2 separate regions of the Mus musculus genome follow, and region 2 is linked to region 1. A link is a contact called in public promoter capture Hi-C data. All regions are on one chromosome and are shown on one strand. The core of a region is the stretch at or near the end of the contact, and the rest is flanking DNA. Distances in the headings are between cores, read along the strand shown. Region 1 overlaps Arf1 (ADP-ribosylation factor 1). Region 2 holds the start of Akap10 (A kinase (PRKA) anchor protein 10).

Region 1 (7,359 bases), core at 850-3,349:
AAGGCTCCAATGGGGATACATCTTGCCACATTGTTTGTGTAAATCTTCTTAAAGCAGATACCTACTGTTCTGTGTCTTGTCTTCCTCTCAGGAACAGAATCTGGACTTGTAACTGGAGTCAGGGCTTCCAGAATAATTGCACATTCTGGAGCTTCCTGCAGCACTACATGCCTACAGCACCTACCTAGGAGCCACAGAACCACACCCAAACACAGTAGTTCTCAACCTGTGGGTTTCAAGCACTTTAGGGGGTCAGGTATCAGATATCCTGCAATTCACAATAGTAACAAAATTATAGTTATGAAGTAGCAATGAAGTAATTTTATGGTTGGGGGTCACAACATGAGGAAAGGGAACAGAAGGGCAAAGCAATAGATAAGCTGAGAAACACTGTCCTAACATACACTGCTACCGTATTTCTACGTTGGCAGGAAGTACAGAGAGCCTCTACTCCATCTCACTGGAAAAACTCCAAAACTATAGATACAGAACTGGAAACAGCAGCAGAGCACTAGGTTTGCTCCCCCAAACCATAGACAAAACAAAGCAAGAAACATACACAGGCATCAACCAAGAAACACATCTAAAATGGAGAAAAGCACAGTATGACAACACAACCGTCCTGAAATCAGGGGACAAGGCTCAGCCTGGCCCTCCCTAGTGACCCTGTAGCCACTTGTTCTGTCTTCATGTCAATCGACATGATCACATGACTGCCAGCCTAGGATAAGTCTGGTGCTTCTAAGGAAGTCTCTATCCTGACTCCTTGAAAGAGCCAGGTTGGCTGTAACCCCAGACCCTAGCCCTTTACTCCTTTCCTGAACACATATATGGAGCATACAATTTGTATATAGGAGACAATTCCACCTGGCTATAAACAGATGCAACTTATTTTGGTCACAGAATGGAATTGAGGAGAAATGACCTAAGGTCATACCCTGATCTTACATCTTCAGATTCACATCCATGTTGGCTAACATGCACATTCTCTAACCATTGAGGGCTCCTGCTGAAGCAATGAGGCTGAACCTCCAAGTGGCTGTGGCTTCTCAATGGCCACCCCTGCTCCACTGGTCTTTACAGAGGGCATAGTATGCACAAAGCCATGCCAAGTATCACATACCCACATATAACACCACCATCCCTGGCCTCAGGAGAAGCAGGAGGACCCAGAAGAGCATTAATTTTTGTTGAAAGGCAAATCAAAGTAATACAGCTTTGCCAGATTATCTCTTTATGAGCTTCCCCCATGCCCAGAAAACACCACACACACACAACCCCCTGCCTGTGAGGCCAATGGATCTGGACCTGGCATACTACTAAAGGCCCACTAAAGAAAAAGGGAACTGGAACAACCAACAGCTAGTTCATGGTGCTTTCATAAAATAAGCTCTTCCTCAAACCAGCTACAATTGGCAGGGTACTGTTCTACTGAAACTCAATGTTAATGGTACATTCAGCCATACTTTGGACAAAGAGTCAAGATGGCCACTAGAGTACTTAATGAGCTTGAATAATTCAATCTTCAAAACTTGACTTTCCCTATCACCATGGTTTAAGATCTGTAATCCTAACACTACAGAAGCTGAGACAGAAGGACTGCCCTGAGTTCAGGGCCAGCCTAGGTTATAGTTTGAGATTGTCTCATGACAACAAAAACAAGGAGCTAGAGATGGCTCAGCTGTTAAGTACTGCTCTTACAGAGGACCAGAGTTCAATTCCCAGAACTTACATCAGGCTGCTTATAATGGTCTGTAATACAACTCCAGAAGGATCTGACACATCACTGCCTCCTTAAACATCTGCACTCACATATCCCTATAAAGACACACACAGACACACACATACACACACACACACTTTAAAAATTAAAAAAATATTAATACATCTTTTAAATTAAAAAACAAAAGCCTCTCGAAAAACCAAAAAACAAAACCCTTATCTCTACCTTTGGGAACTTTTATTCTGAGGGTAGAAGTGTCATGCCCCTTCTTCTGAAACCCTTGCTCTTCAGGTAGAAACAGAGGGGTAAAGTATACGGGAAGGCTGAGCTGTCACTAGGCTCCCTTCAGCTCTGGTCCTGCCCCGCCCTGCTGGAGTGAGGCAGACACACAGGACAAAGACCAAATCCCCAAGTCCACTGTCCTTGCTGAGCCTGGCACTGCTAGCCACACATCACACACTATTTCCCCTACCATCTCAATGTCAGAAAAGCTTCTCTAAGACACTATAAAAGTTTTTTCCTCTAACTTAGGTGACCGTCACCCAGTGCATTCTCTAACAATTGCCCCTATTCTCTGGGTAAGGCTCTTCCATGTTTCATATTCAGCTTTTCCATCAAAATCTCCCTCCTTCCCAAATTTCCACCCAGTTCTTCAGACCCAAACCAAGGAGACTTGCTGCCTCCACCTCCCACTACACTACAACAAGTCAATTAATCAGGTGCAAAGTGGCACCATTAATATTAGGACCCTCACATATAGTAGCTATGAGAATTATCAGGTGTCCACCATACCTTCAAATCCACTAAGTCTGCCACCCAGAAAAAAAGCCAACAGACAATCTGACATTTGCACAAGATTGAAGATTGCCATGAGCCTACCCCAAATGACATCACAGGGACACAAAGGGAAGTAACTTCTATCAAAACTCTGCTTTATTTATTGCTAGGCCTAGCCATTCCCTTGTCCCCACGAGGACAAGGGGGGTGGCTGGCTACTGAGGCACTAAGTGCCAACCATAGCAATCTCAAGGGCATCCCATCTCAAAGAAGTACTTTTTTTCTCTGAAAAATAAGGACATCTTTTGTTAAGGTACTGAAGAGAACAAAATACACTATCCTTGACTTACAAGATAGTTAAAGTTGGGTTCCTGGAAGACCTGAAACATCTGTTAACATGATGCCAAAGAAAAGTATCTTTCTGTGATCAAGCTTAGGCTATCACAGAGGGATTTTCCACCTACATGAAAACCACACAAGTGGCTAAGTGCCAGACATAATGCCTCCCTACATGATAGAGCCAAAGGGTTCCCACAGATTTCAAAATACCCTGAGGACTACAAAGCTGCTTCGGGGACCAGGGCACCCTTTCTCTAGTCTTACCCTCCCATACAGCTCCTGGCAGGGTTCCAAACTCAAGAGTACACTTACCCAGCTCAGAGCCCTCCTATCAATTGTCCTGGGCTACTAAGAGGCCTCTGGTTCCTCCCTCAAACTTACCAATCTTTTTCTATCATCTCTGCAAAAATGTCACCTTAGAGGTGACATTTCTGCCTCCTTGGGTTGGTAACACCCATACATGTTGTTTTAAGGAGGGGGTGGGTGGGTGTAATCTCTCATTGACCCTGGAGCTCACTAATTCAGCTGGAGTGGCTTACTCACAAAGTCCTGGCGATCCTCCTGTGTCTGCCTTCCTCCTGCTGGGATTAGAAGGTCTGTGTGTGAAGTGGGGATTTAACTCTGGTCCTCAAGCTTGCTTGTGCAGCAAGTATTTTACTCACGGAGCCAACTCCTTAGTTAGTTCCTTTCAAGACACACATTCACTGCAGTATAAATTACATATATTTAGCCAGGCATGGGAATCAGAGGCAGTCAGATCTCTGTGAGTTCAAGGCCAGCATAGTCTATAGAGTTTAGGATGGTTAAGATGAACACTCCAATACCATGCATAGACAGGCAGCTTTGTGCCCAATGCTGAGTAAGGCTACCACTTCCATCTTCTTCCACTACGCCCCTTACAGATACTCCTTATCAGAGGCAAAAGCAATGTTGTTTTTAAAAATTAAAAAGTTTAAAAGTTAAAACACACACGTGCACACACAACTTCAGAGAGGCTAATCCTAATGACTCAGGAAAAATCTACAGGGCCAACAACATGGAACAACATTTACGCAGTTTTAAACTATGTACAAGTTGTGCTTCTATGTAAACACTTCTACACTTTAACTGCTAGAGACTTGGGGGGGGGGGTGCACAGACCTGGGAACTGAATGAAGGTAAAGTGACAGCACAGAGGAAGCAAGGTATCCATCAAATTTAGTCCACAACTGGCAGCTTTAACCACACACTTCAGTTAATCACAATGATATGTCCAAAGTCTGATATAACTTGACATAATAGAAATGCTAAAAGCTGAAAATAACACCAATCAAAATTTCACCACCAAAGTCACTAGAAGATGGGCGTATGTAAATATAACTGGCTGGATTCAAACAAGGAAGAAGTGCATTGTTATCTACAGAAGAACAGGAAGCTTCAGAGAACACTCACAACGTCAGGCCACCTAGACTTCCTTCACTCTTCAGCACTGAGTCTCATTAAATCTAGAAACCCCTTTCTTGGCCACATGCACCTAAACTATACCAACAGAATTAAACAAAACAAAAAACTTGTTAGAGGACAACTAGAGAATCTAGGCCACAAACATTCCTGTTTCAGTATATGGTACTGCAAAAATATTTTGACAACTGATTCTGACAAAAAACAAGAAAGCTTTTGGAAAGAACTCTGGTTAAAGCATCCCTTTAACAGGTATACTTACCTTAATAAATACTAATTAGAAGACTTTTTAATTCTTTCACACACTTCTTAATTCCTGAAATGTCCAATGATAATAACCAAGTCCCACTCACACTACAGCAGTGATTCTCAGATCCTCAGATATGGGGAGCTGCTGGCCACCTGAACTTAATTGCCCCCAACAAGTCTGTAAACTATGCCTGCCTAGCATGGTGGCACAGCTGTAATCCCAGCAGGCTGTGATCTCCAGAGGGCAGGCAGGAGGATCTCAAGTTTGAGGAAAATCTGCACTACACAGTGAAACCCTTCCTGATGAACAGCACCAACAAAATATTGGCCAGCTGTCCTATTTTCTGTCAATTCTGCTCTTATCACTTAAAACTTTCCCTATTATCAAGGCCTGCAGAGAGTGCCACTGTTCCTAGTCTATTGGCTGCTGAAGGCTACCAAACTGTTACCACTGTGAGTAAAAAATCAGGACCCAGGATCAGATAAGTGTGTGGGGTTCTCATCAGTCTCCCGACTATCTGCAGCAGCACAGGGTGGGGGAACTCGGGGGAACACCTAAAAGGTCCCCCTGGAAATAGAGATTGGATGTGCCTACACTAACAAGTTTTCCAGCTAATCAGGTCACTTGACCCACCTGAGAGGGCTGAGTTACCCTTCAGGACATTGACAAACCGTCCAAGCTATTATCTATAATCTGTATCACAATCAATATTGGACACAGACGTTGGTGTGTAATGAGGAATCCCAATGTATACACACTCCCACCCCCAGCTACCTTTTAACTTCTCAGTAGGCAATGTCAAATCTTCAATAGTAGATAGAGAATACACACAAAAAGATGCTATTGCGTGTCAAATCTCAAGTCAAAGAAATTTCCATTTTTCTCTCCTTACCATCTCTGACAATTTCATGAAAAGGTCAAAGAGATTCAAGAAAGACAACAGGGAAGACCAGGAATGACAGAGCAACCTAGAGCAGCACAGCCTTTGTGATTACGAGTAGATTTAAACCTGTATATCAGAGCCAGGAGGTGGTGGCTTATGTCTTTAATCCCAACACCCAGGCAGATTTCTGAGTTCGAGGCTAGCCTGGTCTCCAGAGGGAGTTCCAGGACAGCCAGGGCTATACAGAAAAACCCTGCACATCAATGTAACATTTAATTCTAAGAATCTGAAAAAAAAAATTGACCAAACAATTTCAAAGCATTGTGACAAGCTATTGCATGAACTTGCACAACAAGTTTTTTCTCTTGGTTAGGCTGCCTGACACTGGGTTACCACAGCAACTGCTGGTCTAATTTACCTTTACTTTAAAAAAAAAAAGAAAGAAAGAAAAAGAAAAAGAAAAGGTATTTTGAAGCCTGTCTGGTCCTGGGCAGAGGAAGCAGCCCAGTGGAGCAAAGATTCTGAATATCCGTTCTACAAGGGGCAAGGGGCACAGTGGACGTCCCAGATGCATGACTTACAATCACAGCTGTGTGAGGGCCACAGAACTAGTTACTGCTACTTTCCTTTCAGGATGAGTAGACTGAGTATGAGTCAGCTGTTATTCACACTGCCTTAAACCTTGTATGCAGTGCTAGAGATCCAAACCAAGACTTCACGAAGGCTAGAAAAGCACTCTACCATCTAGCTCCTAAACCTTTTTGAAGTAGCAATTCTGTACATCTGCCTCACAAGCAAGAGAACAGTGTGGTGATCCAGTGACTCAGACCCATTTTCAAATCTAAGGATAAGTGAGAGACATTCCAATAAGGGAAACCTTTATGCCACAGAAGACAATGTAGTTCACACATCTGTGACTGGCCCTTACACCACACAACTCTCTGGAGAAACAGAGAAACCAGGTAGTAACACAGTGCATCAAATCTCATAGTTTAGGCTATTTCTGCTAGTGCTGCTAAAAGTTCAAAAGTGAGGACACTATAGTCACCTATGTCAGGCACTGTGGATACTGGCTAAGACAGAGGAGAGACACGAGGCCAGCACACAAAGCACCATGGCACCTCACTAGTCTTCTGACAGACACGGCAGAAACCACCAGAATCAGCCTGCAGGAAAAACTGCTGACCACTAGTTGTGAAACAAGAACTACAACAGAAGACTCCAACATGGGTTGTGGCATCAACTACTGGGCTCTCCAATGACTTCTGGGACCAAGAGCAGCTGACCCTTCCTTTCCTGACAAAGCAGCCAGTTGCTGTTTGAATGGGAGAATTCCTTCTTGATGTGAACAGAATCCCTAGCATTTTGCATTTGTTCTATGTAGCTAGACCATACAACATATGTAGCTACCTACACTACAAACTGACATGGCACGACCACCCTAAATGGACAGCCAGAATTGTGTACTGGACCTGGTCTCTGTACCTGCGGACTGCTCAGAGGCCGGGAACGGGTTATTCCATGGGCAGGTTAAAGATTCTCCAATTCAGAATGGCCTTTCTAATCCACCCAAAAGTGCATAAAGGAGCCGGTCAAGAGGCGAAACAAGGCTCAAACCCCTCCGGGGGCCATCGGCACCCCAATGCAGATCTCACCGACGATATTCGGGGCCCAAATCACGGCTAATTGGGGATCACAGTGGGTATTCTGGTATCCCCCGAGATCCGCAAATGCGCGTGTTAAATCCCAGCACCTGGATCCGCAGTTCGGAGCCCCTGTCCGACACCTGTCCCTTTCCCTTCCCCCTTCCTACAACTTCGGTCCTCCAGGCCGACAGGAACCGGACTCGAGAGACAGAAGAGGAAGACCTCGCCACCCGAGTGACCTTGACGTCGTCTCGGGGCCACCCGAGCCTCAGTTTCCCCAAGCCCGCGGTTCATGCCGTAT
Region 2 (6,867 bases), core at 3,462-5,961, 2.7 Mb after region 1:
AATTCAAGCTGTCAGACTTGTCTGACAAGCACTTTGACCTGCTGAGCCATTCGGATAGTCCCATACTGTAACTACTCTAAGTTCTGCTGACCTCAAAGGTCTCTGTTTATACTATCAAAAATACACATATGTCTGTGTTACAATAACACCTTGTTTCAAAAGCTGGTGGTGCACTGCACTGCACTGCACTATTGAGATGGCTTAGAGGTCAAGAGTATGGGCTGCTCTTCCAGAGGACCTGTCTACAGTTCCAGATGATCCAACTTCCTCTTCTGACCTCCAAGGGCACCAGGCACACACACGGTACACATACATACATGTAAGCAAAACACTCATATACATATATAAATCTAAAAACAAAATAAAAAACTGGAGGACTGAGAGATTTGATGAATGGACTGTATCTTGTCTCTGAAATAGAGAAATAAATCCCAAGGACTAGAGAGATGGCTTAATCCTTAAAGTGCTTGCCATATAAACATGATTAACCTGAATTTGATCTTCAGAACACACAGTAAGTTGAGAACTGACTCCACAAAGTCACCATCTAAGTCTTTTGAAATATGCTCTTTGTAATCTACTGTCATGAGCTTTGTCTTCTTTATTTTTTTGAAGTTTTGGATTCTTACATCCTTAGATCTCCTTACATGTCCAGTTACACCTGTACCCCATACACACAAATAAAATAAAAATCTCCAAGTAGAGAGGAACACTAAATGAGAATTAAGATTTAAAATGATTTAGAGGGAAAAAAATCTGTTCTTGGCATAGAGAATTTAAGGAAAGAAGGCTAAAAAGATGACTCAGTAGTTAAGAGCACAACTCCTGCCTGTCCTGGGTTGCACACCTTTAATCCCAGCACTCCAGCAGAGGTAGCTGGGTCTCTTGAGTTCCAGGCTTGGGCTATAGAACAAGTTCCAGGACAGCCTAGAGTACACAGAGAAACCTTGTTTCTAAAAAAAAAAAAAAAGAAAAAAGAAAAAAAAAAAAAAAGCACATATTATACTCCTGTATCAGACCCGAGTTTGGATCTTACCACTCATGTAACTTTAGCTCCAGATCTGACACACTCTTCTAAACTCAGAATGCTGCACACACACAAACACACACTCTCTCTCGTACATTGTTAAAGACTTTTAAAAACCAATTTCTAGAAGGAAAGGGCTCCATCCTAAGTAAGTTTCTGAGTATCCTAGAGTGGGCTGAAATTACTTCCCGTTTGCTGCTCTTCTGAAGGTCCAGCAAATGAAGGCAGATCTTTGATGAGCCCCTGAAAGCTGAGAACACTGTACTGACGAAGGCATTCCCCTTTTTGCTTGTGTCTTCTGGGTTTCAGAGCCATGATCTATTCAGCTGGTTGGAAGCACTGTGCCAAGTGGCCAGGTGTGCTAACTTATATTTTGGGAGCTATACTGGCTTCCCAGTGTGGAACTGTGTCTATCAATAACATTTCAAAAGAGAAAGCTGGCAGCAGTTAAACCAAAAAAAACCAAAAAAACAAAAAAAAAAAAAACCCAGGTGTGGTGACGCACGCCTTTAATTCCAAGCACCCTCATGGTGGCTCACGACAATCTTTAAACTCTAGTTCTAGAGAATCAGATGCCCTCTTCTGGCTTCCTTGGGCAAAGGCACACATATAGTGTACATACACACACAAGCAACACACCCATACATATAAAATAAAACTCAAAAGGCAGTGCTAATTCCTATGGGACAGTTCCATGTGAAAGTAGAATAAAATGACAGAGATCTAAGAGGAGCTATTCTTGTGTGTGTGTGTGTGTGTGTGTGTATGTTTCTGAGACAGGGTTTCTCTGTGTAGCCCTGGCTGTCCTGGAACTCAGACAATGAGAATTCTGTCATTCCATCCATTCCAGGATATGTATACGGAAGAGACAGACAGGCCAGACCGTCACATTCCTGTAATCCCTGTACTCAAAAGACTGAGACAGGATTGCTGTACTTTTAAGGCTAGTAATGACTTCATATCAAAATACTGATTTGAAAATTCAAAAATTAAAAAAAGACAAAACTCATGACAGTAGATTACAAAGTGCATATCTCAAAAGAAAAAATACAATAGACAGGTAAACTGGGGAAACACTAAGGTAATTCTTACAATTGTTTCCATTTTGTTGTGGTGTGTGAGTGGTTTGCCTACATCTATACATGTAGATGCCAAGTGCCAAGGAGGCCAGAGAAGAGTAGGGGAGTCCCTGGACCTGGAGTTACAGATGGTTCTAAGCTGCCATGAAGGTTCTGGGAACTAAACCCAGGTTCTGTGTAAGAACAACATAAGTTCTGAAGGGCTGAGCCACCTCCAGCCCTCTTTTCCTGATTTTAGATTTACCATTTTTAATGAAATATGATAAACCTCTAACAAGAAAGAAAATTAAATTGAAGGATCTTTATGAGGCTGTTTTCAGAGGTTGGGTGTGGTGATACATGCCTATAATCCAAATACTAAATTAGAGGAAGAAGAATGTCCACAAGGTCCCCATCTCAACAGGAAATGCTAAGGCCAGGACTACAAAGCCAGACTGTCTTGACTCCCAACCCCTCAAAAAGGTTGTTTCTAGCTCTCTTGCCACATTCAATCTCCAGAAATCATCTGGAATAATCTTTTTACTCCTTAAGTACATTTATTTATTTTGTGGGAGTGGATGTACCACACAGCACATGTGTGGAGGTCAGAGGACAACTTAATGGGAGTTACTCTTTCCCTCCACCATTGTGGGTCCTGGGGCTCTAACTCTGATGGTTAGGCTGCACAGCAAGGGTCTTTATCTGCTGAGCATCTGGCTCTAGAATAAACTTTCTAAGCAAATAATCAGATCACCCTTTATTGTAAGGTCACCTCTCTTCAAAAGCTTTACAATATATTCTCTCTGCATTTGGAATAAAACTCTCGATAATGTGGTGTCTGCCTATCTGCTTCTCTATGCCTCAGCCACAGTGGCCACCTTGCCTTTCCTAAAGGGCACCAGCTCTTTATTCCTGGTACCTCCAGTGTCTTTCCTGACCTCTCTAAAGTTACATTCTACTACTGATCCTCTAGTTTTACGTTTCAAGGTTACATACTGAATTCTTCTAACATCCAACCAAAATAGGTTTTTCTTCATAAATTAGTCTTTCATTACACATCATTCAATTTGTAAGTATATACACACTTTTTTTTTTGGCCTTATTTATTGCCTGCCTTCAGCATCAATGAGTTTCATAGGTACAGAGACTACGTCCATATAACTATTTCATGACACCCTAAGACAGTGTCTGGCAGACTGGACACTCGACAGTGTGTGTTAAATGAACAGACAGAAGTCTGTTGTTCAACTTGAATTAGTCCCATACTTAGAATGCATTCCCCCCCTTAAAAAACAAGCACCACAACACTGTCAACCTAGGTACATTAACAACTCCAGAGATATTAAGACACTTTACTGATAAAGCTTCCTATTATTTACCAGTTTCATTCATTCCCTCACCTAGCATCAACAGACAGCCTCAGTCCTATGAGGCCTTTAGGAATCATCTGATTCTCAGCTGGAAAAAAAGTGGGTTAACCGGCTGTTTCGGGTTACAGAGTTTATGAAAAAGCTATCACGTGAATACAAGTCTGATTTGGTGTTATGTTTAAAAAAAAAAAAGTCTGTCTGATACATCTTCTCAGTAAGAATGAAGAGATACAACCACCTCCACCTAAAGAGATTTGATTGATCAATTTGTGTATGTATATTTAATGAAATACCATAACCCTTTCCAGGATCAAAATCACCTTGCCTCTACTTTAAAAACTAAGTAAGCTTTTACAACTGGACATCCGAAATCTAAGTAGTTCGTTTATAGTAGCAGCAACGGTCTCAATAATTAGTAAAGTTGCTCAATCATCAAAAGCAGTAGTCTTCTGAATACGGAACTTCAGTAGTAAGAAATTTTATTTTAGGAATAACAGTGGGCCCCCTTCCGCTCTCCACCCCCGCCCCCAAAAGAGGAAACTAGAAAATAGCGCTAGTTGAAGAAATAACAGTTGCACGTGGTTTTAGGTATAACCCCCCCCCCCCAATATTCGGAAAAGTCAAGACTTCCTATAAGTAAAGGGATTTCCTTGATCTTCATCCACAGTGCGCGCGTGGATCACACACACATACAAACCTCCAGAAACCAAACACACCAGGAAAACCTTTTCTTTAGCCAACAGGTGTTAATTTCTATGGGTTTAAGCAGACACTTTTGGCCCAAAGCGACAATGCCCCTCGACCTCGCTTGAGGAGGCCACCTTCTTCCCTGCGGAGTCCCGGGCAGCACACTGCACCGCGGGTGTCGGCGCCGAGGCCGAGCGGCTCATCGAGAGCCTCGCGGCCGCCCTGACAAAACCCTTGCAGGTTTGCTGCCCCACCGCTGCCCGAGACCCGGCTCACCCCCCGCCGGCGACCCCTCGGCTACCTTTCCGCCGGAAGAAGGACATGGCGGGGCCCGGGTCGGGGCGGAGGGCGCGGGGGGAGTGTCGCGGGGAGGGCCCGGCTCCCCTCATTCAGCAGCTGGCCGGGACTTCCGGGGCCGCAGGAGCCGCTGCACTAGTCCGAAAACAGCCCCTTCTTCCGGGTGTGGGCGCTGCCGCCACCTCGGGATGCCCCGGCAGCTGCTGCCGCCATGTTATCAACAAGCCACCCGCTTAGAGTTCCGGTCCGTCCGCGCGCGGGGCTTCACGGGAGGCCCCGGCCCCGCCTCCTCCTGCGCACCTCCTCCCGCGGGGCCGGGGCGCGCGCCCGCTCAGCCCACGTGACCTGGCGTCCTCGAGTCCGCGAGCCCTTCCCCCTGGAGGCTTCGGATGACAGCGTCTCTTTGCTGAACCTCCTCCTCTTCGGGAAGCCCCCGCCAGCACTGCTGCGCAGCCTTTTCGCGGAATCTTGCTAAATGCCGCAGGCTGCTTGGCAGCTTTACCCTGCCAGGTCCCCGGGGGATGCAGGCGAGCCTGCAGGACGAGGAGCTGCTCTTATGTAGCTCCCGAAGCTCCCTCCCTCAAAGTGACCTCAGGAAGGAAGGAGAAAAAGAGTGGTAGGCTCATTTTCAGATGAAATCCCTACAGATGCTCAAAACAGAAAGAGCCAGCAACCTGAGCCTCAACAGAGGGCTATTTCTTCCGTTCTTATTCGAAAGCCACCTTCCTATAAATCTTCTGGCTTTCTTAAAGCTTACCCACCTTTAGCGCCCTGGATGGATGGCCACTATAGCTACAACTACTGTCAAAAGCGAACCAGGAACTCGTGATGCACACAGTTGCTGATTTTTATGTTGGATCAGCAAAGTCTACCTGAGACAGAAGGAAAAACAAGTGCAGAAGCGGCAACTTGCCTGATTATTCGGTGTGTTAAAACAGGAACTAAGTAAAGCCTGGAGTCTTAACCATATTATTAGAGCAGGTTAATAAGTTTGCTAGTTTTGTTTCCAAGCCTGTTTGCTAAATGATGAAAAACCATCATAGCTAAACTTATTTATAACATCGTGCACAGATACCATACTAAACCCTCCAGGTTAGTAACAGTCTTTAAACTTGCTCTTGGTATGGAGGAAACTAGGCCAGCTTTCAAGGTCACGCTGGGCAGGAACTGAAAAGGAGAGCAGGGCTGTGGTTGCCCCATGTGAGGTAATGGTGTGGAGGTCTGAGATGATTTGGAAATGAATATTACACTCTGGGCATACCCCTCCCCTATTCCCACCCACTGCCCACCCTTGAAAACCTTTCCTTGCCTAAGAATATTAAGGCAAGCCAGGGGAGGTGCTCTGGTGGTGAAAGCCTTTAACACACTTGGAAGGCAGAAAGAAGCCAGTGGATCACTGAGTCCCAGGTCAGCTTGATTTACTTAGGGAATTTTAGGCCAAGGTGAGACTGTGTCTCAAACAGATAAAAACAAAACAAGGCGTTGAACGATGGCTTAGCAATTAGGAGCACAGACAACACTTGCAAAGGATCCACAGTTAGAGTATCTACTCTGTTCTTAGGCAGAATGGGTGGTGTGTCTTACATTATTCCTTTGCCTTTCCCTTCTGGAGTTCCAGTCTTGGCAGAGACTGTTTTGTATTTGTTAACTATTGGTTAGCTGATCAGGGCAGGAGGAACACCAGACGAATGAGTGAGAAAAATCCCTTAAATGAGCAAAAAGTCAATGGGGTTGAGGGGAGGGCTCTGGCTCCATTAGGATTTCTAGAATCCTTACTCATTCTCTCAGGCTAAATAAACATAAATCAGTGTTGAGGAAGTGTTTTTCAACTCAATTTCCAATGAGGTTTATTCTTTGAGCCCCCCCTACCAGAGATTCTGGAGTTGCTTTTATTCTCTGTGAGAAATAGATTGTTACAGTCCATTTACAGATAAGAAGAAAGCAATAGGCCCCCTAGCTGGTGGCTGGTGCAGGCTTGTCACAGAACTCTAAAAAAGTTACAGGTAGTCTGCTACCCTATTGCTCATGGTCAGAAAAGGAGGAGGGGTGCTATCTCAAGCCCCAAACTATTCATTAGATAAGGTTTTGTGTCCTAAAACAATAACATGGGAAATTTGGGAAAGGGGCAAGTTCTAGCCAATGGAGACAAGAATAGAATTAGAGGGAACTTAAAACCCCTCCAGATTGGGGGGACCTTAAAAATCACTGCCTTGTACCAAAGCATTGCACCAGAAATTTTTGACTTTTCTTTTTGCTGGCATCCCTTTCTGCAGAATTGTATATTTAAAAACTGCTTCGTTTTGTTAGTTCCTTGAATAAGTTTTATTATTTCCACTATCTCTCAGACAGCTAGACATAGCAGTCAGCTAATCGAAATCATTATTTACTAAGAACTTGTGATGTACTCTCTATGTTCCTAGCACTTTAC

The links. Promoter capture Hi-C pulls out the DNA fragments that hold promoters and counts their contacts.
Region 2: a contact with region 1 is called in a promoter capture Hi-C map of liver, with 6 times the contacts expected there. The contact joins the promoter of Akap10 here to the enhancer-like site in region 1. A contact is called at or near these places in 4 of 39 promoter capture datasets (hippocampal neurons, liver and pre-B cells).

What each region holds. Positions count from the first base shown.
Region 1 is chr11:59,220,397-59,227,755 of GRCm38.p6, forward strand. All of the region lies in intron 1 of Arf1 (ADP-ribosylation factor 1), which reads right to left. Among named protein-coding and RNA genes, the nearest start is that of Arf1, 4.2 kb to the right of the region's middle. Within about 2 kb of position 2,100, at least 43 of the 459 cell types and tissues checked have an H3K27ac peak or open chromatin away from gene starts, as enhancers often do. A contact at or near this core is called in liver, where this site is marked.
Region 2 is chr11:61,925,546-61,932,412 of GRCm38.p6, forward strand. It overlaps Akap10 (A kinase (PRKA) anchor protein 10), which reads right to left and starts at 4,712. Exons shown (of 15, transcript NM_019921.3): 1 at 4,444-4,712. The coding sequence starts at 4,531.